Linked DNA regions of Mus musculus: all the other regions are linked to region 2. The links are chromatin contacts, called in public Hi-C and promoter capture Hi-C maps. All regions are on one chromosome and are shown on one strand. The core of a region is the stretch at or near the end of the contact, and the rest is flanking DNA. Distances in the headings are between cores, read along the strand shown. Region 1 holds the start of Fam241a (family with sequence similarity 241, member A). Region 2 holds the start of Papss1 (3'-phosphoadenosine 5'-phosphosulfate synthase 1). Region 3 holds the start of Zgrf1 (zinc finger, GRF-type containing 1). Region 4 holds the start of Ap1ar (adaptor-related protein complex 1 associated regulatory protein).

Region 1 (7,159 bases), core at 2,584-5,083, 3.7 Mb after region 2:
ATGACATCACACACAGTGGACCAGATCCTCCATCGAGTAGAAACTGAGAAAATGCCGTATAGATTTGCCATAGCAATCTGATACAAGAGATTCAATGGTAAGTTTCTCTTTCCAAGAATGTGTAGGTTGCGTCAAGTTGACAACAGCTGGAGAGATGATGTGTCAAGTTGACAACAGCTGGAGAGATGAGCGAATGAATCAAGTGAAGGAGTATTAAAAGCTATAAAGGGGTAACAGTGCGATATAAAGTCATCTTTACAGCAACTGCGTAGGCCATGCTGTGCTACACTGGACTCTCTGTAAACAAGTAAACTGTTCCACTTAATTCCTGGGGAAACAGGCAAATATACTAGAAAAAAATTTCAGTTTGACATGTTGTGGTTGCCTAGGTAATAACAATCTTATATTTCCCACGGGCAAGTGGCTGATAGCTTTCTTTAGCTGTTACTCATATGGCTCAGAGAGTAAAAATAGCCCACTCTTCCCATAAAATGCACTTGAAAGTGTATGATCTGGGATTTAATCTGAATAATGTCTTGTGTAGATACTATTATTAGATTTGCAGCAAGATGTAATTCTCTGGGTCTCTAGGAAAAACAAATTCTTGGGAACAAAAGCATATCATTTGGGAAAAAAAACCAAATGTGTATCATAGAAAGAGACTATGGACATAGGACTCTGCCCATGCCTTGGTAAAAGTTTTTATTTTATTTTACTTTGGCCAAGAGAAGCATACTAGAATGTGCTTATTAAAGGGGAAGTTTCCTGAGAGTAGAGCTATCTGTCTGAGCTCAATGCCTCCTAGCCATCAGTAACGACCTACTGAAACATTAAATGACACTTCTCAAAGAATTAAGGAGCCTGTGACAGCCCGGTAGCATGCAGCAGCAGTCACAGCCCCCTGGAGGTAGATGCAGGAGAGACTTGAGTGCAGGCCAGTTGGTGTTCAGAAGCAAGGCCTTGTCTTGGAAAAGGAGGAGGAGGAGAAGGAATGAATGTTTAAGAGAAAATCAGACAGCATGTTCTAAAGGACTCATGCACTGAGCGAGCTAAGCTCTGGATGTCTTCACTAACCCGTCTGTGTGCATCTCCTGCTATTTGAGCTCTCACCGATCCAAGAGGCTTCCCTTTATTCTGCCCAATGGATCAGAGCATAGCTGTTGCACTCTCTGTATTAATGCAAGCATGCAAAGGAGAGACACAAATGTCTTAAGTCCACAGGGTTGGCAGGGAAGGTTAAGGTTCTCTGGGCTGCTACATATGATCCTAGAGTTGTTTTTTTTTTTTCTTTCTTTCTTTCTTTCTTTCTTTCTTTCTTTCTTTCTTTCTTTCTTTCTTTCTTTCTTTCTTTTTTTGGTTTTTCGAGACAGGGTTTCTCTGTATAGCCCTGGCTGTCCTGGAGCTCACTTTGTAGACCAGGCTGGCCTCGAACTCAGAAATCCGCCTGCCTCTGCCTCCCGAGTGCTGGGATTAAAGGCGTGCGCCACCACGCCCGGCGAGTTGGTTTTTCTTAAAGATCATTTATAGGGAACAATAGTCAAGAGAAAAATTCCAAAATTCAAATGAAATGTTGCCATTAGACAAAAAGAATGATAATGTATATAACCAGGAGCCAGTGCCACCCTGTTTGGAAAGAGGGAAGTGTCTAGTGAGAAAAGCTGGGAGGAGAAGAGAGAGTATTTGGTCATATTTACACACACACACCATTACACTCTCTTTCTTGTCCTCCCAGCCTTTCCCACTAAATGCTTTCCTCTTTCTGATTATGTACATACAATATTTATTGCTGTCATCGAAGATTTTAAAGACCTTTAAGACAGACATTAAGCCAGATTCTTTTTTTTTTCTAATTTGTGATGTCCAAAAGCATATTTTTCTTGTCTCTAGGGACGGTGTATGTTTGGCAGAAACCATTAAGAAGGATTTGTGAGATGCTGTTGTAAGAAAGAAACTAGGTTACATTACAAAGTGTAACAGACTGGGTATAAGAAAGGGTGTTTTTGTGAGACACTGAGTACACAGAGAGAGAGAGAGTGTGTGTGTTAGGTGTGAGCAAAAGGGACAAGCTTCTGCCTAGCCCAAACAAAACAAAACCACTTTTTAAAATAAGCCTGTAAGTCCCTGCCTATTTAATTCCTTGGCTGGGCCTAAAGACATTTTGGGTACTAGTCTTTTCTTTTTTTAAGGTTTATTTATTTTATGTATCTGAGTGCTCTATTGCATGTATACCTGCATACCAGGACAGGGCATTGGATTCCATTGCACATGGTGGTGAGCCACCATCTGATTGCTGGGGATAGGACTCAGGATCTCTGAAAGAACAGTCAGTACTGTTAACCGCTGAGCCATCTCTCCAGCCCCTGAAGGCATTTTAAAAGAGGCTTTCCCAAACGAGTTACTCGTCTCTGGGCCTATTTGTTAAATAGGAAATAATTTCCATCGACAGTCTGATATACCAGCTACACCATAACCTTTTCCTCAATGCACGGATTAAAGGAAAGCAAAACCATTCGTTGTTTTACTTTCATGCCCCCCAGTTTACCCTTATATGATGGGCTAGCAAGAAAAAAGAAAAAGAAACTCGATTTCTCTCTCTTACCAGTCGCTGAGAATTTTTAAACCATTTCTAGAAATGCACACTACGGCAGAGAGACCAGGAAATGAGCCCAGGGCTCCCACAAGCCACACACACTAGGAAGCAGAGAGAAATAGGCATGGTCACTCAGAGATGCTTAGGGAGAGGAGGCAAAAGGGGAGGAACAAGCGACAGAGAGCCTGCATTCCTTCCTAGGCACAAGCAGCCAACAGCACACCCAGGCACAGCTGAGCGCCCGCTGCAGCTGGTATGGAGGGATACTGTGTGTTTGGGTGGTCTTTCACACTCCCAGAACCTCTTACATGTGCCCACACCTTCATGCACACAGCTCCCTCTCATATGAGCTTCTTATTCTCAGTTGCCCTCTTCTGTATACCTACATCCTCACACAAACTTTCAACACCTATGATCTCCCACACTGTCCTGTCACAAAAGACTCTGGTATACAGTCTTCCACAATCTGTTGTGTACAGGCACACAATTAGACACAGGCTTTTATAATACTCTATCAGACAGGGTCTCATGCATCTAATGGTCTTTTTCATATAATCTCCTGTAAGCACTTGGTTACAGTCTGTTACAATGTTTCTTACACACACTTTCTCACAACACATAACTTCCTCCTCCTCCTCCTCCTTCTCTCTCTCTCTCTCTCTCTCTCTCACACACACACACACACACACACACTAAACACAACATCTAAGTGTGTGTATGTGTGTGTGTGTATAGTTACTCACACACAATCACACATGGGCTCTCACATGCATTAAAAACCTGTCAGATACAATCTCCCTCATGCACCTATGGCCGATTTCATACATAATCTCCCTCATGTAGTCTGTTACAGTGTTCCTCACCTCTGACACTCTCTCTCTTCCTCTCTCTCTGTCTTTTACACATACACACACACACACACACACACACACACACACACCACAGGATATCTGTCTGTTGTGTACAGATAGTTACAGATACACAATTTCACAGATGTCATATACTTTAATAGGTGTCAGACACATACAACCTCCCTCAGGAGCCTATGGCCTCATTCATAGTTTCATGCACTAACTGGAATAATGCTACACCTCCCTTGGTTCCGCCCCTCCCTGGCCCCGCCCCTCCCAGTACCCTGCCCAACCCACCAGGTCCCGCCTTCATTGGGCCGCGGTCCGCTATGGCCCCGCCCCTCCTCCCGCCCCCGCCCCCGGGGTTCCGCCCCCGAGCTGGGGGTGGGGCGAGCGGCTGACAGGAGGGGCGGGCGGCTCCTGCACTTCTGGCCCCCAGGCCGGCGGGCGCGCTTCTAAGGATTCCCGTGTGCGTCGGGAGTCCCGGTGTGGCCAGCGGCAGCCGTGCGGGCGGCCGGAGTCGGCGGTGGGATGTGCTCGGCCAGGAAGCTGCTGCGGGGCGGCGCCGGCAGCGCCGGCGGGGAGTGCGACGAGGACGGGGCGGCGCCGGCCGGGCGGGTTGAGGAGCCGGAGCACGGGGCGAGCCCGCGGCGCCGGCGGCCGCAGGACGAGGGCGAGCAGGTGAGCGCGGGCGCGCGGGCCGCGGGGTGGCGGCTGGGCACGCGGCGAGCGGTTGACGGGCGGGGCCGGGCTCGGTGGAAATGCCCTCCGGAGCCTCACCTCAAAACCACCCGGCAACTTGCGCTACGTGGGCGCGCCGTGCGCTCGAATTCCGAGCACTGCACGCGCCCTGGACGGGGTGGGCGGACGGCCCGCACAGAGGATCGGGAAGCACGGGTCGGTGCCTAGGTGACACCGGGACTCTCCCAGAGCAAGTTTCACAGCACCACCGAGCAGAGCTGAACTTCATTTTAGAAGTGGAAAGGAAAAAAAAAAAAAGAAAATTGCCTGCTGTGAGCACCAAAGGGAAGGAAGCTTTAGTAACAGACATAATAAGGAAACTGGGTACTTTTAAAGTTCTCAGAATTGGATATCATTGAGAAGACTAAGGGAAATTATAACATCAGATATCTGTAAGACTAGACTAGCAGTTGAATGTAAAGATGGAGTTCTACGTGGGACGATTTTTTTTTTTTTTTTTTTACAGGCAGTACAGTAATTAGCTACTCAAAAATCCCCCAGATACAAAGACCTTTAGAAATCACATAAGTAAGCCTAGACTTCTGGAATCATCAGTTAATAATACCTGTAACTTGTCCTCTAATATCACTAAGTACATTAATAACTAAATACATTAATAAAACCCATTACTTAAGAAACAAAAATAATGCTAATGTGGGCTTGATCACCGTGTAGACAGTAATTATTCATCTATGTGACAATATAGGAGCCAGTGACTGAAGCAAATAAATTGGTAGCTAGGAGATCTTGCTGGTGCCCTTGCGGGCGGTGTTCTTACCAAACTGTACCATGCATGTCTCAATAGAGAAGGTCTTGATTTCCTCTTACTCTTGCTCAACTGGAAAACACAGCCAGCAACTAAAACTCCCTTTCCAAAAGTAAATGTGCAAATGGTTGTAATGGCATATGTGAAATCCTTCCCTTAACCATCTCTGGACCTTAGCAATACAATGACATGGACAGCGCCAGGAACTCTAGTCTTACTGATATTGTTACTAGAACAAGGAAAGGGGATGAAACAAAAAATTAAATATACATTCTAGAGAATAGATACCCTATCACATGCCTGCTTCCTCTATTGTACTATGAAATTTCATTTTCCTGCCTGCTTCTGCATGTTGCTTGTGTCGTTGTAATTTTGCTACATACTTTACCTGTATACTCTTAAGTCCTCACACTCATGGAAAAAAACACACCTGAGATCCTACTATATCAGCACCTGGGAACTTCTTATCAGGAGCTCAGAACTGGTACAGCCCAACTCGATAATGCAGAAAGCAAACTTTTGTGATCAATCGTTTGGCAACAGTATCACAAAGCCTATCATCTAGGGTTTTGTTTTGGTTTTTTTTTTTTTTTTTTTTTTTACAACCTGCAAATGAAATTTAAAAATCCATGCAATGTCACATAGATAGAGCTGTTTTTGTACACATACTATCTGAAGGAGAATTAGAGTTAACAACATAAAACATTCCAAAAAGTCATTTTAATTTTTCATCATGGAGATATTCTCCTGTTCTTCTTTTTGGATTGGTTTTAAGGATACCAGAACTCCAAATTATAAATTGAATAATTCTGGAAAATTCCTTTCTAAACTATTTAAAATTTACACAGAATTTTTCCATAGAAAATCAATGACAGAAACCAAAATGGAAGCAAAACTAGTTAGGTTGAAAGGAGGCAGTGGCCGTTTTCCTGCCGTCTTTCTGCTTAGTGTATTCAGTTGCTTTTCCAGAGCCTCAGCCTCCTAGACATTGAGAGGGAACTGAAGGCCACAGCCCTCTGCAATGCCTTCTTCTCTTGGGCGGGGCCAATGTGGTGGGTTCCAGAATCTGCTTTTTGTCAGTTCCTAATCTTACATGTTCTATCCTGTTCGCTTTCTGTTTCCTTTTCTGATAAGAAGCAGGCTGGGTTAGTTCCCAGCCTACAGTCTCCTCATACATCTCTCCCATCTCTGCCTTTCTTCTGTCTGGAAGGCCCATTCCCTCAACCTGGAAGACTTGTATAAACATGTATCCAAAACTTCTTTTCCCTCTGCCTTGTTGTTGCTAAAACGCCCGATCAGAACGCACCTTCACTTTACGTCCTGAGATTCTGAAACACGGCTGTGGATACAGGTGGTTTATTTGTAACTAACATATTGTCAGCATCATACTTTACAGTTTGTCCTTAGCCGAGACTCCATTTGAGGAAAAGCTAAGCTAGCATTTCAGCCTGAATCCTTTCCCAGGCGGGATGAGTGACAAAAGAGGTCTTGTTAAAATCAAGGATTCCTTAAAAAGGAAGCCTTGAGAAAAAGAAGCTGTGTCCCACGAGAAGTACAAGGCCAGCCTCTAAGAGAGATAAGAATTCTAGAGAAGGAGTAATGTGTGTAGCTATCCAGGGAACCGGGGAGTCTAGACTTAGAGAGCTGTGTCCACATGAATTTGTAATTCTGTTCAGGAGAGATGATCCAAGTCTATGGTTGACAGTGACTGCCTGGTGGTTTTGTGGAAGATGAGTCCCCTGCTGGACGGCTGGAAGGCTAAACCTCTCTAGGTCTTACTCATGTCTGTAATGTCAGTGGCATTTGCTCATATACAACATAGATTACGATTCACGATAACCTGAGATGGCTGTATTTACAGAAAGCATGGGGGCAATCCCATGACTCCCAAATTGACTTTAGAATTATTAATATTAATTTTGTGATTATATACATAATATGTATTTCAGGAATTCTAAAATACATGTGAAGAAAATAAATACTTGTAAGGAATTATTCCAAGTGATACCCTGAAGTCCAGCACTTTGGGGTTACTGTATCTGTTTTGGCTTAAGTACCCATGTATACATCATGCGCTTCAGCCAAGTTTTCTGTCTGATTTTTCCCTTTGTGGGGGGGGGGCTACTCTTTTCTGAAGGGAAAGAAGGAGGAGTGGATCTGGGGGAGCAGGTAGTAGGGTGGGAGGAACTGGGAAGAGAGGAGGGAGAGGAA
Region 2 (6,808 bases), core at 1,547-4,046:
ATTTCCTTTTCCCCAGTGTACAGTTACCCTTGTAAAAGGCCGTAGGTCCCTCTGGGGAAGAACTGGAGAAAGGGTAACAGCAAAACCTTTGAGTGTCTTATCAAGATCCTTCCTCAGAGGAACCTGGCCACCCCTTCATTCAAGGGGTTCTGGATCTGCAAACTGTCTCAAGTCTGGAAATTGACTCACTGGCCGAGATTGCTGTTTACCACGATCTAATGTAGCCTTTCTTTCATTTGGCTGTTTACCACGATCTAACCCTGTCCCTCCGTTTCCTCATTTATAAAATGGAGACGCTACATGTGGTAACTCTATGAGTTCTGGGACAGCACATGGACACATTCAGGGTCCTGGTTTTTAAACCCCACCCAGGGAAACACTGCAAAAACTCAACAAGTTAACGTAGATACAACATTTCAGCCTACCTCCCAACGTCCAGATCAAAACTTCAGGACCATCTTTTAATGTCTCTCTCCCTGTCATCGCCTCAGTCTAGTCTGGTCTTTCCTGTCCGTTTCTTTCCTGCTTTTAGCTAGCCATTCAACTGTTCACACCGGATTGGCCAACAAGAACACCTTAAACAGTGTGGCTATGTCAACCAGGCTTCTAGTCTGCCAACTTAATCCTCACGATGGCACAGTCGGTGCCTGCATTTCCTCTGCAAACCAGTCTTCCTGGATTGCCCGTTTTATGGAATGAGAACATTAACATAATAGTGCATAGATTTTTTTTTTTACACTCACACCCATCGGATGAGTTAAGTGTGTTAGAGGAGGTCATTCTTTTAGAGACTGGAAAAAAAGGAAAGTTCAGAAAAATTTAAAAAATTCTAACTCCATTCCAAATCTCCTAGAAAAATCACCCTAACTCTTTAGCCAAACATTTACATTACACAACCCTGCTCCACCCCATCTTTATCTCTGCTCCCCAACAAAAACTACCTTCAGTAGTCAAACATGTCTCCGCTCAGGGATGTAATGGCTCCACCCACCTCAGAAATATGAGGTTCTCCATAAACTCATAAAAACCCCTGGGGCCAAACTAACCTTGCCTCTAAACTGCAATAAAACTCCTATCTTAGGCCACTCACTGTGGCCCATAAAAACATATGCCCTTAACAATCAGTTGCCATGGGCAACTGCAAAGCAAGCCCTGAGCCCCATGGTTTTTTATAGCTGTCAAATATGGATCTCTACATTAGCAAATAATGTAATACATAAATGAATTAGGGCAGCAGAAGAGTTGGCTCAGCAGTTGACAGCACTCGCTCTTACAGAGGATCCCCAGAACACACACAATGGTGGCTCACAACTACCTGTAACTGCAGCCCGAAGGGGATCCTACACACCCTTCTGGAACATCAGGCGCGCACCTGGTGCATACACATACACACAGGGAAAACACTCAGACTCAAAAAATAACAAAATGATCTTTAAATAAATGACTTATAGACAGACAGTATTACTGAAACTTCTTTGAAATACTCCAATTTAGTCAACTTACCTCCCTATCCGTAAAATCCTGTTAGCAACAATAGTGATGCTGAATCGGAGTTTCAGAGCAATGGTTTCGTTGCTCTTTCACCTTCGTTATCTTCTCTACTCAGAAAGACAATCCTGAGAAGGACACACTGTTACACCCTCCAGTCACCTGAGATTCAGAGTGGAGTGACTGTCCTCAAGATCACCCAACTTACAAACAGCAAGGCGGGGGACTGGAGCCCACGCCAGGAGTCTGTCCCTTCCAACCTCCTAATCTCCCTTTTATCTCACATCCCTCTCACCTTCTAAGAAGTTAAGGTAAAGGATGAAAGAAGACAGTGAGAATTCTTGAATCTGACAGCAGACGTGGCAAATCAATGACTTCAAAAGAACACTAGCCTGAAACAGCGTTTTTTTTTTTAACTTTCTCCTGACTCACCAAGGGCAGGTGATGATTTACAAGATTAAATTAAACTTCATGATCCTGTTACCTGCGGAATAAAAGAAAAAAAAAATCCATCTAACGCTGAAGCAGGGCCTTTGCAGCCTCCAAAGTTGGATGGTCTCCAGCTTCGCGCTTACCATCTTAGCTGCCACCACCAATGAATAAACTACAGAAGTAAACGACCCTCTGAAGCCATAGCACTTGGCCAATGAAGCCAACTGGCACTCGCTGTTCAATGTTAGAAACTATTAATCTTCCCACACCTAACTGTCACCAGAAATCGAGTCTTTAAAAGTATGTCTGTGTCCGACATTCCAATTTAAAACAGAGACACAAAGAACCTCAGTCCTGCAGTCCCGATCCATGAATGACCACATTGTTATTCTCTCAGTACACTGCAACTCAGAAACGTAAAGACTCGGAGACCGACCCAAACCTGGGCCAAGCACACCCGGAACGTGCAGAGGCGCCTCCGTCTGCCTCCGCCGCAGCCCTCCGCCTCGCCAGCCTAGGGGACAGCTCCGGGCCTGGACTCGCCTTCACCGGCCGCCGCCGCCCGGGTCCCCGCCCCCGGCTCCCGCAGGATGCACGGGCAGCCCGCGGTTCCCACAGCCACCCACGCTCCCCGCGCTCCGGCCTGCGGCCACCACTCACCCAGTTCTGCGCGTTATTGCTCAGCTTGACTTTCTTGCACAGACTCCCAGGAATCTCCATGGCCGCGGAGCGCGGATGCACTGCTGCTGAGAGCCCCGGGGCCGAGCAGTGGGAGAGAGGCCGAGGGGCGGGGCGGAGCAGGGAGAAGGGGCGGGGCCTGCACCCCGGGCTCAGGCGCGCGCTGACGTGCGCTCCAGCTAGTGATCGCCTCGGCTGGAGCTAGGCATCCGAGCAGCGTGGAGGGCGGGGCGAAGCGGAGGCGCGGGGTCGAGACCTCAACATCCAATCACCAGGAGGGGCGCTTGAAGCTCCGCCTTGACCCAGGACGAGGGGCGTGGTCTGAGGGTTTGTTGAAGAGAGCCTTCAGATGCTGAGCATGCGCAGTGAGCGAGGCGGAGCGACGCCTGCAGAGCTGGGCGTGGGAGACGCTCCCTAGAGCTGAGGCTGGTAGGGGAAGAAGCTGACGTGGGCTCCTGCTGCTCTCTAGCTTTTCTTCCGCAAACACTGCACAGGCTCGATGTGTGCGCTTGTCAACTAGGCCGACTTTGAAAAAATGTTTCCCAGCCCTGCAAAAAGTAGGATTACTTAAGTGAATTCACCATTACATGTTGCTCACCGCTTTGCAATCCTACTCAGTGCACAATGTTTTTTTGACATCAACTGTATCTCATCAAGGATTAGAAAGTATTTGTAAGGTGACGCCTTTCCCACTTGGAGAGCCGCTTTCTATCAGGAAATTTCTATGCAGTGTTTGTTGCCGCTGACTAGCCACAAAGGGGCTTCTCTAGTACTTGCTACTCATAGAGGACTAAAATCCAGGTTCCCTGGTACGCAAGGCGGAATGCTCACCTATAAAGGGCATTTCCAACCACATATAGTCCATGATCAGTTCGTAAAAGAATGGGGCTGGGAGGGGGAGGCCTTCTCCAGGAGTTATAACCCTTCGCACTCATCCCCATAACTTTAAGCTCACCATAACCATAACTGCAAACATCCACAGTCTCACAAAATTTAGCTGCTTACTCCGCTACTGATGACGACCAGTGATCACACACACACACACACACACACACACACACACACACACATATCAATCAACACTTGAGGCTTACTTGCATAGCCTATTGCTAGCAAGTCAGTTCCTATTTGCTCCACTGACAAAGTCTCAAATTAATCTCCCTCCTCCACGTCTAACAGGAGTCGTCATTGCACAGATACACGCGCCACACACCACACACACACACACATACACACCACGCACACAGAGAGACGCACACAACAAGTATCACTCCTCTGCCAACCTCTCTGTTCTCAATAGTGTCAGACAGGTACTTCTAACATGCAAATCAGATCTTATTCCTCCACCATATATATAAAATGTCTTTATTGCTTGCTTGTTTTGTCTTTCTTTCTTTCTTCCTTTCTTCCTTTCTTTCTTTCTTTCTGGTTTGTTTGTTTTTGTGTTCTTGAGTCAGGATGTCTCTTTATAGCCCTGGCTGTCCTGAAATTCACTCTGTAAACCAGGCTGACCTCAAACTCGGAGATCCACCTGCCTCTCACTCCTGAGTGCTGGGATTCAAGGCGTGTTCCATCCTTTAGCTCTATCTAGGGGATTCTTAATCTAATAGTATATAGGACTGAATTTCAATACAATTCTAAATTCTGCTTATAGCAGTCACAAGAATGAGACTAAAAGACTAAAAATAAGGACAATGATAAACAAGAAAATGTGGACAAAGGCCAATCACATATATTTATGAAAATGTCATAAAGAAACCTATTCTTTTGTATGCACCTAAAAAAATAATTGTTTTCTTTTAAAAGATTCTAAGTTTCAGACTAAGGTGGTGGGGGCGGGTGCCACCCAGAACCAGCCATTTCTCAGAGAGCCCCCATTCCTGCTCAAGGGAAATAGTGCATAGATACAGCTGGAGCCATGGGAGTCCTAATTGACTAAATTGGTCCTTACAGCTAAACTCTGTTGAAGCGTTCGCCCATCAAAAAGGCCACAATGAGAAGACTAAAGGGACAGCTACAAAATAAAAGGGACAACCGAGTGTATTTAAGTTCCGGTGCTTATAAACGTATTTTAAGAACAAATCCTTGAGAGGTGCTGTTGAACCAACTTTTTACTTTGCTGTGTAGCAGTAGTGCTTTTCCAACAGTATGATAGTGCACCGTCCAGGTGTCCAAAAAGCAAGAGCCAGATGAATTCCTGATACCTAAGTCGAGCCACTGAGCATAATTTAACTGTCAAATCTTTGTGATGCAAGCTCGTGTCCTGGGCAGTAGTTTGAACACTGTTGAGTCCTGCTTTCTGATGTCATCTCAAATCCATGTTACAGAAACCTCTTCCAAGATAGGTTTTGCTATAGTTTCCCTCTTAACCAGAGACACCTGAGAGGAAGTTTTTCTTTGTACTTATAAATTATCCTGACCGTACTTCTTCCCAGTTACTCAGCACCCCCTGTGAATATGTCAACGATGCCAAGGTTTTTCTCACTTGGACTGGTGAGAGTACAGATTCTTTCTGGGTCATTTGTCCTTGGACATTTGTAAGTGGCATTTCACATTTATAAGTGGCATTTCTCTGACTGGATTTGGCTCCTTCCCCTTGCTCTTGCTCAGGTGGACTTTGTGATCTCTGGAGCTCACTTTTCAAGTCTCTCTCCCTCCATCTCTGCTGTTCTGTCTTACAGTTCCATCTCTTTAGTTCAGATAAAGTTGATCTCTGCCCTGGCTCCGCCTCCCTGGACAATGGTCGGGACAGCTAATAGGCTGGGGCTAGGACTTAGTTTACCTTCCCATTGTTACTGGAGTTTTACAGAAAGTCATTGGTTCCTATAGGCCCAGCAGGGAATCACCTGCCACAATACACCAATTTAAGTAATGCCGAAAAAGCAATGGAGATTAAGTCAGTGTGGCATGTCGGGGGAGGGGAATATATAAATCGTTATGGTAACCCCCAAGGTTTATCTTTTGGTAGTGATATGCAATTTTACCTTTAAGTAGAGGTTAAGTACAGCTTTAAGTTGGAGGCAGGGAAAAGAGTGTGGCTTAGGTGATCATTATCTCAATTCTGGTTCTGCAAGGGGACCAAAATCAGTTCTCCTTGCCTAAAGAGAACAGTCTGGTACCCATAAGATTTCTCTAGCTCCAGGGTAGTGACTACCCATCATAGATAGTTTGTTTGTTTTTTGGGGGTTTTTTGGTTTTTTTGGTTTTTTTTTTTTTTTTTTTTTTTTTTTTTGCATGTGGGATGTGGCCTATCCTTTGATGCACAACTGCTCCACCCCAGATGACTTCAGGATTAGGACAGTGGCTCCTAACCTTTGTCCCTTGAGCCTTGAAGGAAAATGAGATAGATTAGATCTCAAAGGGGTTAGATGAACATTCCTGGAGTGATTAACAGAGCTACAGGCAGAAATTAAACAGGGTAAACAGTAAAAGGGACAGACACAAAGTAAAACTAGGTATGCTAAGCTTTCAGCCTGCGTTTAGTGACCCTGTGAGCCCAGGGAGACGACCACTCCTTTTAGCAAAAGCGACGTCTAATGGGTGTTCACTATCTGATATTACTGCTCAGTCCTGCCTGCTTCCCAGGCTCGGAAAACTGTCTCCTACCTTTGTTGGGTTTTTCTAGCTGTATCAGGTGAAAGAGCATCCAGTCTCTGCTGCCTTCTCCACATAGAAGCAAAAGATGCTTTTAAAAGTCATTATGGATGTTTCTTTTGTGTGTGTGTGCCCCTTTGTAGTAATAATAGTCATTTTAAATCTTAAAATCTACCATTTCATTGCACTGCCCTAAACAATGTAACTTAGTCTCTATTAAGCTCCAGGCTTGCCCTGGTTATACAGTAAGATCTTATCTTAAGAAACAAAGCTGAGATGGATGGAGCTGGGTGATCAAGTCACTCACCACAGGCGTGCCAGCTAACAGTTCTCATGTTGTGATGTTAGTGTGATGAAACTGAACAGTAAGTAAAGAGGTGGATGGCACTGGACGGAAACTGAAACTCAGGCAAGGTGAGAGAAAACTGAAATATTTTATGCAGCCTTGTATGCAAATACATCTCTTCTGTCTGTCAGCTGACAGGGGCTCAGGAGAAGTAGCATCCACCAGAACACATGCCTGCCTCAAAGATACTGGATTCCCAGTGCTACAGTGGTCACAAACAAGAAGCTGCTTTCTAATGTTGTTTCCAATAAAAAGATCCAGGGCTCCATG
Region 3 (6,197 bases), core at 2,552-5,051, 4.0 Mb after region 2:
TACAGACACACTGTGAAGAGCCTTTACACGTTCACTTAGGAGCATGGATTTGATCTGAAGGCCATGACTGTCATTAGTATGTGCATGATATCATAACTCACAACCAAGTTTCTGTAATAGTTAATACTAAAAAAAGATTTAGTGGCTGAAGAGATGGCTCAGAGATTAAGAGCACTGGCTGCTTTTCCAGAGGTCCTAGTTCAGTTCCCAGCAACCACATGATGGCTCACAACCATTTGTAATGAGATGTGGTGCCCTCTCCTGGTGTGCAAGCATACATGCAGACAGAACACAGCATACATAATAAATAAATAAATCTTAAAAAAAATAAAAAAGATTTAGCTAGAGTCAGGTGGTTGCGGCACACGCCTTTCATACCAGCACTTGGGAGGCAGAGGCAAGGGGATATCTTGAGTTTGAGGTCAGCCTGCTCTACACAGTTCCAGGACAGCCAAGGCAACACAGAGATGATGTCTCAAAACAAAAACCTTAGCTAGAAAATGGGTCCCGGAGTGACATCTAAGTTCACGAATGACCCCTGCACTTTCAGCTGGGTAAGATGCTTCATCTGCACCCTCAGTTTGATCATCAGTAAAATCAGACAAAATGCTTAACTTGTAAGTTGTGCAAACACAATTAACATGCTGAAGCGTCATAGCCAGCTCATCGTGTTAACAATCAAACAAATTAAATAATGTTTACTTACTGAACTTTCTTAATGTACAATAAAACCGACATGAAAATGTCTTTTTTTTTAATATTTATTTATTTATTATATACTGTAGCTGTCTTCAGACACTTCAGAATAGGGAATCTCATTACAGATGGTTGTGAGCCACCATGTGGTTGCTGGGATGCTCTTAACTGCTGAGCCATCTCTCCAGCCCGAAAATGTCTTTTTGACATGGTTACATGTGGGCATAACGGACATTTTATTATCAACAGAGTTTTCTTAACGCCCAATCAAAAGTCAAAAACACAGCTGTTACAGGCTGCAATAACTGCTTGGTACTTACCTTATTGCCTAAGTGAGTGATCTTCAGAACTCCATCTTGCCACACTTTGGACTTCTTCATCTTTTGATGAGTATATAGGACCTTATTTCCAAAAATGAGGAAGACATCACTGCCAGTTACACATATTTAATACCATATAGTTTACAGGTCATATAAAAATAAGGCTGCCATTCTTTATCAAAATAATAACAGCACAGGAGTCATCACAATGCCACCGTCAGGGAAGAGCTGTAGCTCAACAATGAACTGCAGGCTTAGCATCATGAGGCCCTGAGTTTAACCCCAGCATAAAAAACGGGAAAAAACAAACAAACAAACAAACAAAACCAACCACGATTTTAAGGCTGGGCAGCACCAGTAGGTAAAGGAGAAAGGGCAAGTAAGAGTCTGTAAGTATCAGAGTGTGCTAAGCGCCACATCGTCAGTGGGGAGGAAGCCCAGCTCCCAGTTGCATACTGTTTCTTATTCACATAGCTCTCTGAGTACAGTCCAAAGTCTGACAGCTCCGCAACGCTCACAGCATCTGAGGTCAGAACAACTTCACACCGCTTTTAACTTTAGATTCCACCTCCGTCAGAGGAAGAATGCAGTTCCCAGCTGTTATATGTGGTGCTGGATTCAATTAGATTGAATACAGAAACAAGTGTGACAATCCAGCTGCATGTTACTACCTCAAATGTTAAATATAAAGAAAAAAAACAAAAAAACAAAAACAAAACCTGTCTAGCAATGCAAGTGGGAGGCAGAGGCAGGCGGATTTCTGAGTTCGAGGCCAGCCTGGTCTACAGAGTGAGTTCCAGGACAGCCAGGGCTACACAGAGAAACCCTGTCTTGAAAAACAAAAAAAAAAAAGAGGAGGAGGAGCAGAAGAGGAAGAAGACAACTTACAATAAACTCTTGACATTCCATTGTGTCTTCTGAGATTATAAACTAGTCAGGTCCAGAAAACAATCAGTTTTTAGTCAGCATTTATATCCTCTAAAATGAAAAACAGCAAAGAATGGTCAATCGACCCTGATAAAAAGAATAAATATCAAGTACAAACTTTTTCAATAAATCCTGACTGGAGACAGAAACCAAACAATTCCAAGACTATGAAGCCACCAAGAGAAACAAAACTGTATCTGTCATGGAGGACAGAACTGCGTGACACCACACAGGAAAATAAAGGTAAAACTCATAGTTACTAGAAATCTGTAAACATCTCTCCAGTGGCTTGCTATATACCAGAAAATGGATTGTTTTCCCTTCAACATGTACTGCTCCTTAGAACCCAACTTCAATTTTATTTTTCAAAATCATTATACTTACCACAAGATGGCCCCCTTGTGTCTTAAATTTTTCCTGCTAGCGTAATCCCTAGTTATCCAAGAACTAGTTTCAGGACCACAAATATTAACATCCGGCGCCAGCCACTTGAGTTCACATATAAAACGTCATAGTTGTTTCGCATATAATAGGAGCATGCACATATTTTCTAACATAAATAAGTTATCTCTAGATTACTTGTACCTAGTAGGTTGTAAATGATATGCAAACAGTGATTAAACTGCATTGTTCAAGAAATGGTAACAAGCCTGACTTGGTGGAACACAACTTTGATTCCAGTGCACAGGATGCACAGTCAGGTGGATCTGTGACTTCAAGGCAGCCTGGTTGCCTGTCTACCTATAGGGCTCCAGGACAGTCAGGACTAACTACATAGATAGACACTGTCTAAAAGGAAGAAATAAAAATGATAATTTAAAAATCTGTATGCTCAGTACTAACAACTTTTTTCTATTTCCCATCTATAACTGGCTGAATACAGATCCAGAAATTACAGGTACAGAGGGTTGACTATATACCCTAGTCAATATAGCACAACATCCTAGAGCCAAATATACAATATATAATTCCTCTGCAAGGAAAATTTTGTTCTTTCTTTTACCCAGTGCTAGGGGCTGACAAAAGGGACTATATGTAAACTAGGTAATAGTGCTTACATGCATCCAGTCCTTTATGTTTGTTTAAAATAGGATCTGACCATATTGCACAATCCCGTCCTAGCCTCTGGAAATAGCTGGGATATTACAAGCAATATGCCACCACACCCAGGAAGAAAAATCTCTTGGACAGTGCTGCAGCAGCCACTGTAACTACCATGTTAACTATAAGGTCAAATTTTGAAATCTTGAAATCGTCGATGGTGAACTGAATACAGATGCAAAAGCAGCACACATAAGCACACATATCTTCAAGTGGTTCCAGGGACATGACCTGACAATTAGTTAGCAATGAACATTTTAGGTCCTATTCTTTTAGGTCCTATTCTTGATCTATTACGTTAGGAAGTCCAGCTCTGGAGCCCAACAACAGTTTCTATCTGGCCCTCTGCAGTGATGAAAAACTGTCACAATAGCTCAGAACAGCACCGCTCAAACCAGGAAAGTTTCCAAACCACGAACGGCCTGCTAAACCACAAGGAACAGTACAGATCCCTAAAAGAAACATAGCTTCACTTGCCAAGCCTTGACACTTCAAGGTTTTGTATCACTAAATAATAATGGCCCCCTTGGTCCTATGTCAGCCCCTAAAACACCCACAACCGGGATGGGCCGCTATGGTGACCGCCTCACCCGGCACTCTAACGGCGCCTCGTGGGTCGCTTCCGTGGAGGCGAGTCAGTGTCCAGTGCTCTCCCAACCGCGCCAAGTCGCCCGGTCTGTCCACCCTTCTTGCCTAGAACACGGGAGAGAAAAGTCTCCACTTCACCGGCTCAATGACATAAACTCCACTTTCTAATTTCTCCCGCCAACTTAAGTGACGTCATCAAGCAGGGACGGTACCGCGGAGGCCCCGCCCGCCGCCGTTCGCAAACCACCAATGGAACTCCGCGTGCCAGCGCAGTCACCGCGTGGCTCCCGCCCCCGAGATGCTCCGCCTATGACGTCAGCAACGAACCCTGGGCCTCGGACCCGTCTTTCCGTAGCGGGCTGAGAGAAGCGCGTCGCTACTCGAATGACGCAAATTTCCGCCGACCGCAGGGGTCGGGAGAAGGAAAGCGTGGGAGAACACAAGCGCTGACCGTGGATCTGGGGACGAGCACGGAGTAAGTCACTACTGGCCTGCAGAGCCTCTCAGACCCGTAGAGGTGGGAACTCCTCTCAGTCGGGTCTCCTGAGGGCCACCCTCCATCCGCGGTCCGCCTCACCCCGCCCCCGTCGCCACTGTGCCGTTGGTTTGGCGCCGTGCGTTGTGCGCACGCGCAGTTCCCTGGCGGCCCCTGCTATTCGGAGCTCAGTACAGAGGGGGCGGGCCGAGCTTGGGGTTGGGGTGTTTGGGGCACGCCCGGCTGCGGGGGGGGGGGGGGGGGGGAGTCTGTGCGGAAGTAGGGTTGCTCAGAGGAACTGTGGGTGTTAGGCAGGTTGTCTTCCCAAAGGACATCAGTTGTGAGAACTTGCATTCTAAAGTTCAGTCTTTTCTTTTTGCTAGTCCCTCTATAGAAAAAGCCGTTGTAGAAGGGGCTAACAGTAATGAATTTAAGTTCTGAGTGCGTTTATGAGAAATTAAGGAGAAATATGAGTGGAGAGTTCATTGAGAATGGAAATCCTCAAGAAGTAAGACTGCCTTTTAGTAGTCTTTCGAAGCCGGGCGGTGGTGGGAAACCGAATGACTTCATAAAACATTCACACTAAAAGATTATTTGGAGCAAAGTTCCAGACCGCTAAAGGGTTTGCCGTGACTACAACTTTGGTTCTCAATCTTTTGGGTACTCTTCTTTTTGTTTAAAGCCTGGAAAATATTATTGTCGAGTTCCTTTGAAAATTTTACATGTACCTGTGGAAACATTTTGTATGTGATTTTACAAACAAAACCTTTGATTTAAAATTTAAAAAAAAAAAAATGGTCTTTTGCTTTACATCTAGCACAGCTTACTTCCAGATTATCTGTGACATTCACTGTCTTTGGGCAGTGTTGCAACTTTGTAACTTGTTGAAAACATAAAGATGAAAACCATGTTTGCCCAATCATTGCCCCTGACCAGTATATGTTAACATTCATTTTGACTTTATGCTGCATATTGATCTGGTCTTTTCTCCTTTAAACAGACTAGTTCCACTTAAATTTACCATATTCCTTTATATTTGTATAAGCATGATTTTACCTTTTGTTTAAAAGTTTGTCTTATAACATCTCATGGATTCCTAAGATGTCTTTAAACTCCCAGAAGTGTCAGGGAGGTCAGATGAAGAATTCCTGGGACAGCCCAGGCAGTGGTGACGCACACCTTTAATCCCAGCATTTGGGAGTTGGCAAAGGCAGGTGGATTTCTGAGTTCGAGACCAGCCCGATCTACAGAGTAAATTCCAGAACAGCCAGGCTATACAGAGAAACCCTGTCTTGAAACCACCACCCACCACCCCCCAAAAAAGAAATTCCTGGGTCAGAATATAGTGTGAATGCTGACAGAGTGTAGCTTCTACTAAACGGTAGACAGTGTAAGAGTCAAACACCTCGGTTTGCTTACCTACCTAGTTTTGACTGAATTACATAACCTTTCAGCCTCCCTTTGAAAAGGGGAAAGAAACGACCAAGTAGGATTGTCAAGATTTAAAACTATCTATCTATATAAATATCTGGCATTGCTTCACAGTAATTTCTTTGTTCCAAGACTGTGAGTTTTGTGGGTGGATGTTGTTTGTTTGTTTGTTTGTTTGATTGTTTGGAGGCAGGATTTTTTATGTAGCTCTGGCTGTCCAGAAATTCTGCAGAGCAGGCCAGCCTCAAACTCAGAGATCCACCTGCCTCTACCTCCCAAGTACTGGTATTAAAGTTGTGTATCACCACATTCATTTAGCAGTATATTTATGACACTACAAAAAAAAAGAAAAAAGAAAAACTTATCAGAATCACTAATGTTTCAAGTTTAGAAATAACCTTCACAGACTAGAAAGATAGCTCAGCCATGAAAAGCTAGGCTCACTCCCAAAAATATAAAATATAACCATCATAAACCATATGAGTATTATGGACAGGTGACACAAACTTCTGTAAAGGATAGGTGACTTCTAGTGCAATTATAAACTCATATTCTAATAGCAGATGGAGAAAACATTAAATGGGGGTAAGAGCCATTTCAAAGATGAAATTGATAGGATTTAGTGAAAGATTGGTAAAAATAACATGGCATCATGTTTT
Region 4 (6,950 bases), core at 3,816-6,315, 3.7 Mb after region 2:
GTGGAGTTGGTGTCCTCCTTTCCACTGTCCTGACCACATGACAGCAGGTGGATAAACAGGAAAGAGTCCTGCCATGTTTCCCACAGTGGTGAGCACACCACTGCACACAGGTTTAATGTACGCACCTTCAATCCTTGTCTTTCTCTGCTATCACAATAGCAGGTAGCATGTTTCCACAGAGCCTATGAACTCTCTCAGATATCGGTGTCTACCTTCAAGGGACTTCGGAATTTCTAAATGCCTTCCTTATTCAGTGTCCAGGGTTTTCAGGTATGGTAGCTGTACCCTCTGTGTGACCTTAGAATTTCCTTCTAGCAGTAAGCACTGCTCACTGCCTTAGAGATTCTCTGTGCTAAATTCTCCCTGTGCTAATTAGTAATGTGGTTTCTGGCTTGGCAGGAAGAAATTTGAGACAAACTCTGCTCAACAAATGCAATTTGCCGCTTGTATAATCGTTTGTGTGAATGCCTCTTTTGTGAAATGGAAATGTTTGGCGAGCAAAGAGGGAAGCGAATCACTTAGTGTCTTGTACTGAACAATGTTGAGTAACTAAGCTAATTTACCACACACCCATAAGGCAGACAACAAGCTGCGAGGGATTCCGTTAATAATTACGGTTTGTGTCTTTGAACATACTTCCACGCACTTGTTTTCTTTGAAAAGCATCTATATAGTTCAGTTCTTTATTTAACTGTACAAATGTACAGTAAAAGACTATCATGAAAAATAAGGGATTCCCTCCTGCTCTGTTTTACAGGTCTTTCTGTGTGCTTCCTGTGTGCCTGTGTTGCCTCCTCTAATAAAAGCCTTTCTTCATCTGTAAGAGAATTTATAAGGAGCTGGAATATTTTGTGTTAGTATAAAAAAAAAAAAAGAGTTAGGCAATGCGGGGTCAGCTCAAACCTGCACTGGAAAATTAGTCTTTAACGGAATAGTATCCAAAGCTGACAAAAAGAAGGCATTGGGATCATGATGCCAGATCCTTGCATTTAAGATCATTTTCTTTAGGTTTTAAATAAGATGCTGCTACTAAGTAGCAGAGCAGTGTCTCCTCTTAACACACTGGATGTTTTAACTTTCAGTCACCCTGAAAGAGGCAGAGAATGGAGGATTTTCCTTTTACACAGGACATATTTCATCTGCTTTTCTCCTCCCCTTCCTTTTGACAGGATCTCACTATGTAGCTCTGGCTGCCCTAGACCTCACTATGTGTAGACCAGGCTAGCCTTGAACTCATAGGGCTCCGTCTACCTCTGCTTCCCAAATGCTGATTAAAGGTGTGTGCCACTAATCTGGCTACTGGCCAGACTTTCTTAATGACTGACTTCAGGCAGTATTGTGAATGCGCTTGAGCGCGAGACTAAAAGGTCGAATTCTGGAAGAGGAAGCATTTCTTCACAGATGCTTCTACAGCAACTACAAGGTTCACTTAGTAATCAGAAGCATTCCCAACTGAGGTATGAAAGGTCCGTATAATACAGTATAGGGATTAATATACTAAGCAGTTGAAAGCAAGTTTGTAAATAGTTTTATTTTGTTGACAAGGTTTATTGTAATTTTCTTTTATGTTGGTCATATGCCATACCCTGCATTTGGTAATCTAAACCATGAAGTGAATTAAAAGAAGTTTGTGTCCTTGTTTGGTAATAAGTAACACAAAAATCTCCCAAGGAACTAATATTGTATTAGAACACAGAGAGATTACTAACCAGTAAGAAATTCTGAGCAAAGAAAATCAAATTTGGAGTTAGATGATCAGAAAGCACTGAAAAGTATAAAACATATCCTGACTCCAGAGCATCTATAAAAAAATGACTTCATAATAAAATACTAATTAAGAGAATTTTGAAGAGGGTGAGGAAGGGAGGCCTTATATACCTGAAAGGCAAGGGTAGGACTCTAGAAAGCTGACATTAAAACTGCTTTATTAGAGCTGATCTATGTGTGTTGATAAGCTGCATATTCTACTTGGTCGGTTTTCATATCTTGTCATTTCATATGAATACATTCCCTAGCTATGATAAATTCCATACATCTATCTTGGGATATTCTTGGCTACGGTGGTTACTAACTTCATCCTCTGCCCAAACCTAAAGGAAACATATTTCACCTTAGTAGGAACCCAAGCCCATGTTACTCGAGCTAGGTTTCCTTCACGTTCACCTGTTGCATCAATGCTCCTCAAGGCTACAGGTTTTCTTTCCATCGGTTATTAACCAACAGTAGTTAACTGACTGCATGAAAAGTTTCAAATCTTTTCAATATTTCTTCAGAAAGCTTTAACCCCTCAGCACAATGGCACACGCCTATAGCCATGCTACTCACTCAGCCGTAGGACAGAAACAGTCTCTAGGCTGAGCTCAGACTCGACTGCGTGGCAAGACCCTATCTCAAAAAACAAAACGGCAAACTAGCATTGTTCACACATTAGTCAAAAGGCATTCCCTCTACTATTAGCTTTCAAAAATATTTCTGATGACTGCATAATATGAATGTACCAGCAAAGCTACCATCCCTCAAGTTAATCATTCATTTGGGGATTACTGATAAATAGTTTTCAAATGGTTTTCCATTACAAGTGTCAGTGTCTAAGGCTCAAGAGAGAGCCAGTTCACTGGATCCTTGCACATAACGGGGTATTTCATTTGCAGACCTTTTAAGTTGGCCAGCGAATGACTTATTATTGTAAGTTGCTTAGATTTGCTTAGTGAAGTTTGTTGTTTAAAGGTTTATTCACCTACATTGATTTTATAGACCATTCATATCCTAAGACCTGACTTAACCAGTAATATAGTATTTGTTTTTCACAGAGGTTTCTGAGAGCACCCATGAGAAGTGCCCTGTCAAGTCTGCAGCTGTAATTCCTTAAGCTTTGGGGGTTTTTGTTTGTTTTGTTTTGTTTTTTGTTTTGTTTGTTTGTTTTGAGACAGTGTTTCACAATGTAACTCTGGATGACCCGGAATTCTAGGAATCCGCAGACCTAAAAATCTCAGAGGTCTGCCTGGTTCTGCCTCCTGACTGCTGGAGTTAAAGGCATGCACCATCATGTCCAGCCCATTTCTTAAGCTTAAATGAGCAATTATCAAGGTGTCACATGAAGTTTCAAGAAATAATACAGAGGGGCTGGAGAGATGGGTCAGGGGACATGAGCTGGGTCCCTACTACCTACATCTGGTGACTTATAACCAATTCCAGCCTGTGTTGATCCAATGCCTTTTTTCTGGCCTCTATGGGCATCTGTATGCATGCTCGTGTGGGCGAGTGCACACACACACACACACACACACACACACACACACACACAGACCTTTTTAAAAGAAGTAAGATAATGTATTATTTATTATTATCACCATTATATCTTACATTACTTTCCCTCAATAGTAGTGTCTGACAAAGCCACAGGACAGTACCACAAACTCGGGCATGATGATATCCATAGAGCCCAAATACAGACTTTCTACCATGGATCCACTTCTTATCCCCTGGGAGCCCTTTGCTGTGCTTGTCATTTGTATCACTTTGCCTTTTTAAAACGTTCCTGTAAGTGTAGTTGTGCAATATGTAAGCTTTACAGACTTTAGTTTAGCATCAGTTTCTGCAGACTCATTCACTCAAGGCATGTTCATCAACACTGGGTAGTATCTACAGGCTGTGTGCACCAGCTTCCTTACGCACTTATAGTTCCATTTCCAAGGCTACATTATTATTATTGATTTCAGGTACTGGAAGAGAGGAGGAAAATGCAGTGACAATTTAGGAAACCATTAAGCCATTTCACTGGCATCCAATGAGCAGTGGGGCTTGTCCACTTGAATACCAAAGAGTCAAGTTCACTAAGTGCTAAGACTGAAATCATGGCTGGCCTTGATGCTAAGAACCAACAAAATGAGTAGTTGAAAGAATGTTTTCCTAGTAGTACTGTTTTCTTTTCTTTTTTTTTTTTCAATGTCACCATTTCACTCACACTAAAGTGGGTTAAAATTGTAATATATGGTATCAGTGGAGCATGTTATCCACAGAACTGGGCATTTGTGAAACAACTATGCCTTGGATCCAGTTGGGTTAGACAGGGTTTCATTACATAGACATGGCTGGCCAGGATCTGGCTCTGTAGATCAGGCCGGCCTCCAACTCCCAGGCATACTTCTGCCTTCTGCTTTTAAAGCTACCTGGTGTCTGAAAGGGGGTTTTTAGGGTGGCATTTGAGAACATGGACCTTTACCCCAGCCTTGCTCTTCTTAACTTGGAATTAGAATATTATATTTGAATTAGAAATGGCTTGTTCTCCCGAAAACCCAAGACCTTTTGCTGACTTCTTCTGGTTCTCCTCTTCTCCACCTGAAATTACTTTTAATTTAAAAAATAAAAAATAAAAATACAGGGTCTCACACAGTCCGGACTGACCTCCAACTTAATGTGTATCTGAGGTTGACTTTGAATTTATGACTCTGCTTCCATCTCTCAAGTGCTGTTGACTGCAGATTTTTCCACCACACTTCTACCAACCGAGCTACATGCCCAAGCTGGAACTTTTCGTTTTTAATAAAAGAAAATCCGCCTAGGAGTGCACAGTGTCTCTCCAGTCCGCTGGCAGTATAACGAGAATAAGCTGCTCCGCAAACGAGAATATTTTAAGAATTAAAACAAAACAAAACAAAATAAAACAAAAAGCCTCTTAGTGTGTTCTAAGTAACGGCAGTGAGTCCCTCCTCTCTGCCTCTAGCTCTGGTGCCATCCTGGAGCGCACTCGTTGGGTGACTTCCGACCCGCTGCTGCAGAAGGGGAGGCTCGTGCGCTCTAGGTACAAAGTTCGAAGGCTAAGCTTGCGCTCGAGCATGCGCTGCATGATCCCCACTGCTTGACAGCGGGCGACGAAGGCGCCAGAAGTGGCGTAGAGAGAGAGAGAGAGAGAGAGAGCAGATCCCCGTCTAGGATCAGGTTCAGCACACAGCACCTACAACCGAGAACAGCGCCTCCTGCCCGGCGCTGCCAGCCAAGCCGGAATCCAGCGGAAATGACGCCCGCGCCAGCCGCCGGAAGCGGTAGCCGCCAGAAACGTGTCCAATGGGAGCCCGGGAGCGGCAGGGGGCGTGGCGGCGCGGGCCTCCCGCGGCTGCCGGGGCGGTGACGGGCGCGGGCGGCCGGGCGGGTGGCGAGCGGGCCATGCGGACGGCTGGAGACCCGGGACCCCACGGCCCTGCGCTCGTCCCTCGCGCCGCGGTAGCCCGGAGCCCGCGGGCCTAGCGGCGGCCTTTGTTCCCGGCGTCGCCGTCTGCCGAGCTCCGGCCGGCGCGGATGCAGCTGCTCCGCCTGGGCTCGCGCTCGGGGCAGGAGGAGGAGCGGCGGCTCCGGGCGGCATGCGATGGGGAACTGCTGCTGGACGCAATGCTTCGGGCTGCTCCGCCGGGAAGCGGGTCGGCTGCAGCGAGCGGGCGGAGGGTAAGCGGCAGCGCAGGCCCGGGATGCCCGGGATGCGCGGCCGGGGATCGGCGGTGGTGGTGGTGCCCGCCGCCCCCGTGCAGGCTCCCTGTCCCTGAGGACTTACCTCGGGAGGTACGATCTCCTGTAAGCACCCGGCACTGCCTCCTGGACACACCCTGCTTTGACTTAACGCCAAAGCTTCTGTCTCTGTGTTTGGTCTTCCTTTTGGGCCTTGACAGAACAGGTGAAAATCTGGCCCCAAGGTTGATGCCCCAGGTGCATTTTAAATAGAAGTCACTTCTGCTCCAGGCTCTGGTGAACTCTTAGGTAAAGAGCTGCAGGATCGCAGTGCACACTGGCCATTGAAGCGACTGGTGCGGCTGTATGCGAATCCTTTCATAGCAATAACTTAGAATTTTGGAGAGGAATACCATGCTGTGATTGCTACCCTTATGCTCGATAATCTAACCAAAATGTCACCGAGCAGCACGTCTCTTGTGAGGAAAGTGGGATATGCTTCAGATTTTTCTATCCAATAGCAAAATTGTGTGATTACTGTTGTACCTTTATTTCCTAGAATAGTGAAAAAACAAAACAAAACAAAAAACCCGGGGGCACATAGCATTGATGTTGATTTTATTATTCCTAAGCATTTTTCGGGAATTAAAACCTAGAATCAAAAAATCTAAGCCAGCCAATCTAACTAAAGAACATATCTGTTTTGAACTTTCTTAAGCATGGTGCCCAATTTTCAGCCAATAGCTTTGTATTGGGAAGCTTTCAGCCCACACAAACTGGAACCAAGTGATTTGTAATTCGAATCTTTGGGTCATGAGTGCATTATAAAATGATTCACTAATTAAGCAGTGTGTCAAAGTAGTGAAGGTGTTACTCTATGCGTCCCTAGAATGGGAGGGGATGGACTTAAAACATTTCTACTTAGTTTGGTATTTTGATTTTCCTGATTTCTGTACTTTACTTTGACAGCTGTTGTGCATTGTGATCCAAAATCATGTTATTCCAAGTACTTCGTGAGTGAACTCGTTTGTGAAGCTATGGAAAGGGGCTCATGGAAGAACTGGACATTACAACATCTTTGACTTTATTATCATTCCTTGGAAGGCTTAACAGTCAAACTCTGGGAGGGAGTGCTTTGAATTCTGCGGTAGACAATGTTTTTGTATTTGACTTTGGAGTACATTACCCGGGTTCTGTAAGAACCTTGGGTATTTTTTTTTTTAACAGTGATTTTACAAATGATATCTTCATTACACACTATTCATTAAAATTGCGGGTTCTCCTGGCTCAGCCCAGGCTTGGCAGCATAGGAGAGGCTAGCAGGGTGAGATCACGTGAGGCATGTGATCCTTGTAGATATGTTGTAGTGCTTGATCGAGAGTCTGTACTTTGTCTTTGGCTGACTCCTTGAGTGAGTCCTAGGGGTTGTGGATGCTGATGCCGAAGACCATGTGATCTGTGTCAGTCCTGTTTCTTGGCATCTATAAGCATAGGCTTCAACAGTTCCCTTA

Evidence for each region. Promoter capture Hi-C pulls out the DNA fragments that hold promoters and counts their contacts. A called contact is a pair of places that touch in the nucleus more often than the background predicts.
Region 1: a promoter capture Hi-C map of pre-B cells shows a contact between it and region 2. The contact joins the promoter of Fam241a here to the promoter of Papss1 in region 2. A contact is called at or near these places in 1 of 39 promoter capture datasets (pre-B cells) and 1 of 484 Hi-C or Micro-C datasets (CD4 T cells).
Region 3: a Hi-C map of B cells shows a contact between it and region 2, with 5 read pairs. The contact joins the promoter of Zgrf1 here to the promoter of Papss1 in region 2. A contact is called at or near these places in 1 of 39 promoter capture datasets (pre-B cells) and 2 of 484 Hi-C or Micro-C datasets (B cells and CD4 T cells).
Region 4: a promoter capture Hi-C map of hippocampal neurons shows a contact between it and region 2, with 4 times the contacts expected there. The contact joins the promoter of Ap1ar here to the promoter of Papss1 in region 2. A contact is called at or near these places in 4 of 39 promoter capture datasets (hippocampal neurons, liver and pre-B cells) and 1 of 484 Hi-C or Micro-C datasets (CD4 T cells).

The regions. Positions count from the first base shown.
Region 1 is chr3:127,892,997-127,900,155 of GRCm38.p6, reverse strand. Fam241a (family with sequence similarity 241, member A) reads left to right here and starts at 3,833. Exons shown (of 2, transcript NM_027482.3): 1 at 3,833-4,122. The coding sequence starts at 3,973.
Region 2 is chr3:131,560,756-131,567,563 of GRCm38.p6, reverse strand. Papss1 (3'-phosphoadenosine 5'-phosphosulfate synthase 1) reads right to left here and starts at 2,796. Exons shown (of 12, transcript NM_011863.2): 1 at 2,581-2,796. The coding sequence starts at 2,640.
Region 3 is chr3:127,551,093-127,557,289 of GRCm38.p6, reverse strand. It overlaps Zgrf1 (zinc finger, GRF-type containing 1), which reads right to left and starts at 3,801. Exons shown (of 26, transcript NM_197997.2): 1 at 3,635-3,801; 2 at 1,905-1,994; 3 at 1,017-1,097. The coding sequence starts at 1,925. Larp7 (La ribonucleoprotein domain family, member 7) reads left to right here and starts at 3,941. Exons shown (of 13, transcript NM_138593.2): 1 at 3,941-4,107.
Region 4 is chr3:127,835,638-127,842,587 of GRCm38.p6, reverse strand. Ap1ar (adaptor-related protein complex 1 associated regulatory protein) reads left to right here and starts at 5,065. Exons shown (of 10, transcript NM_145964.3): 1 at 5,065-5,439. The coding sequence starts at 5,363. It overlaps Gm43653 (a long non-coding RNA gene), which reads right to left and starts at 5,091. Exons shown (of 2, transcript XR_003954551.1): 1 at 4,405-5,091; 2 at 1,513-3,722.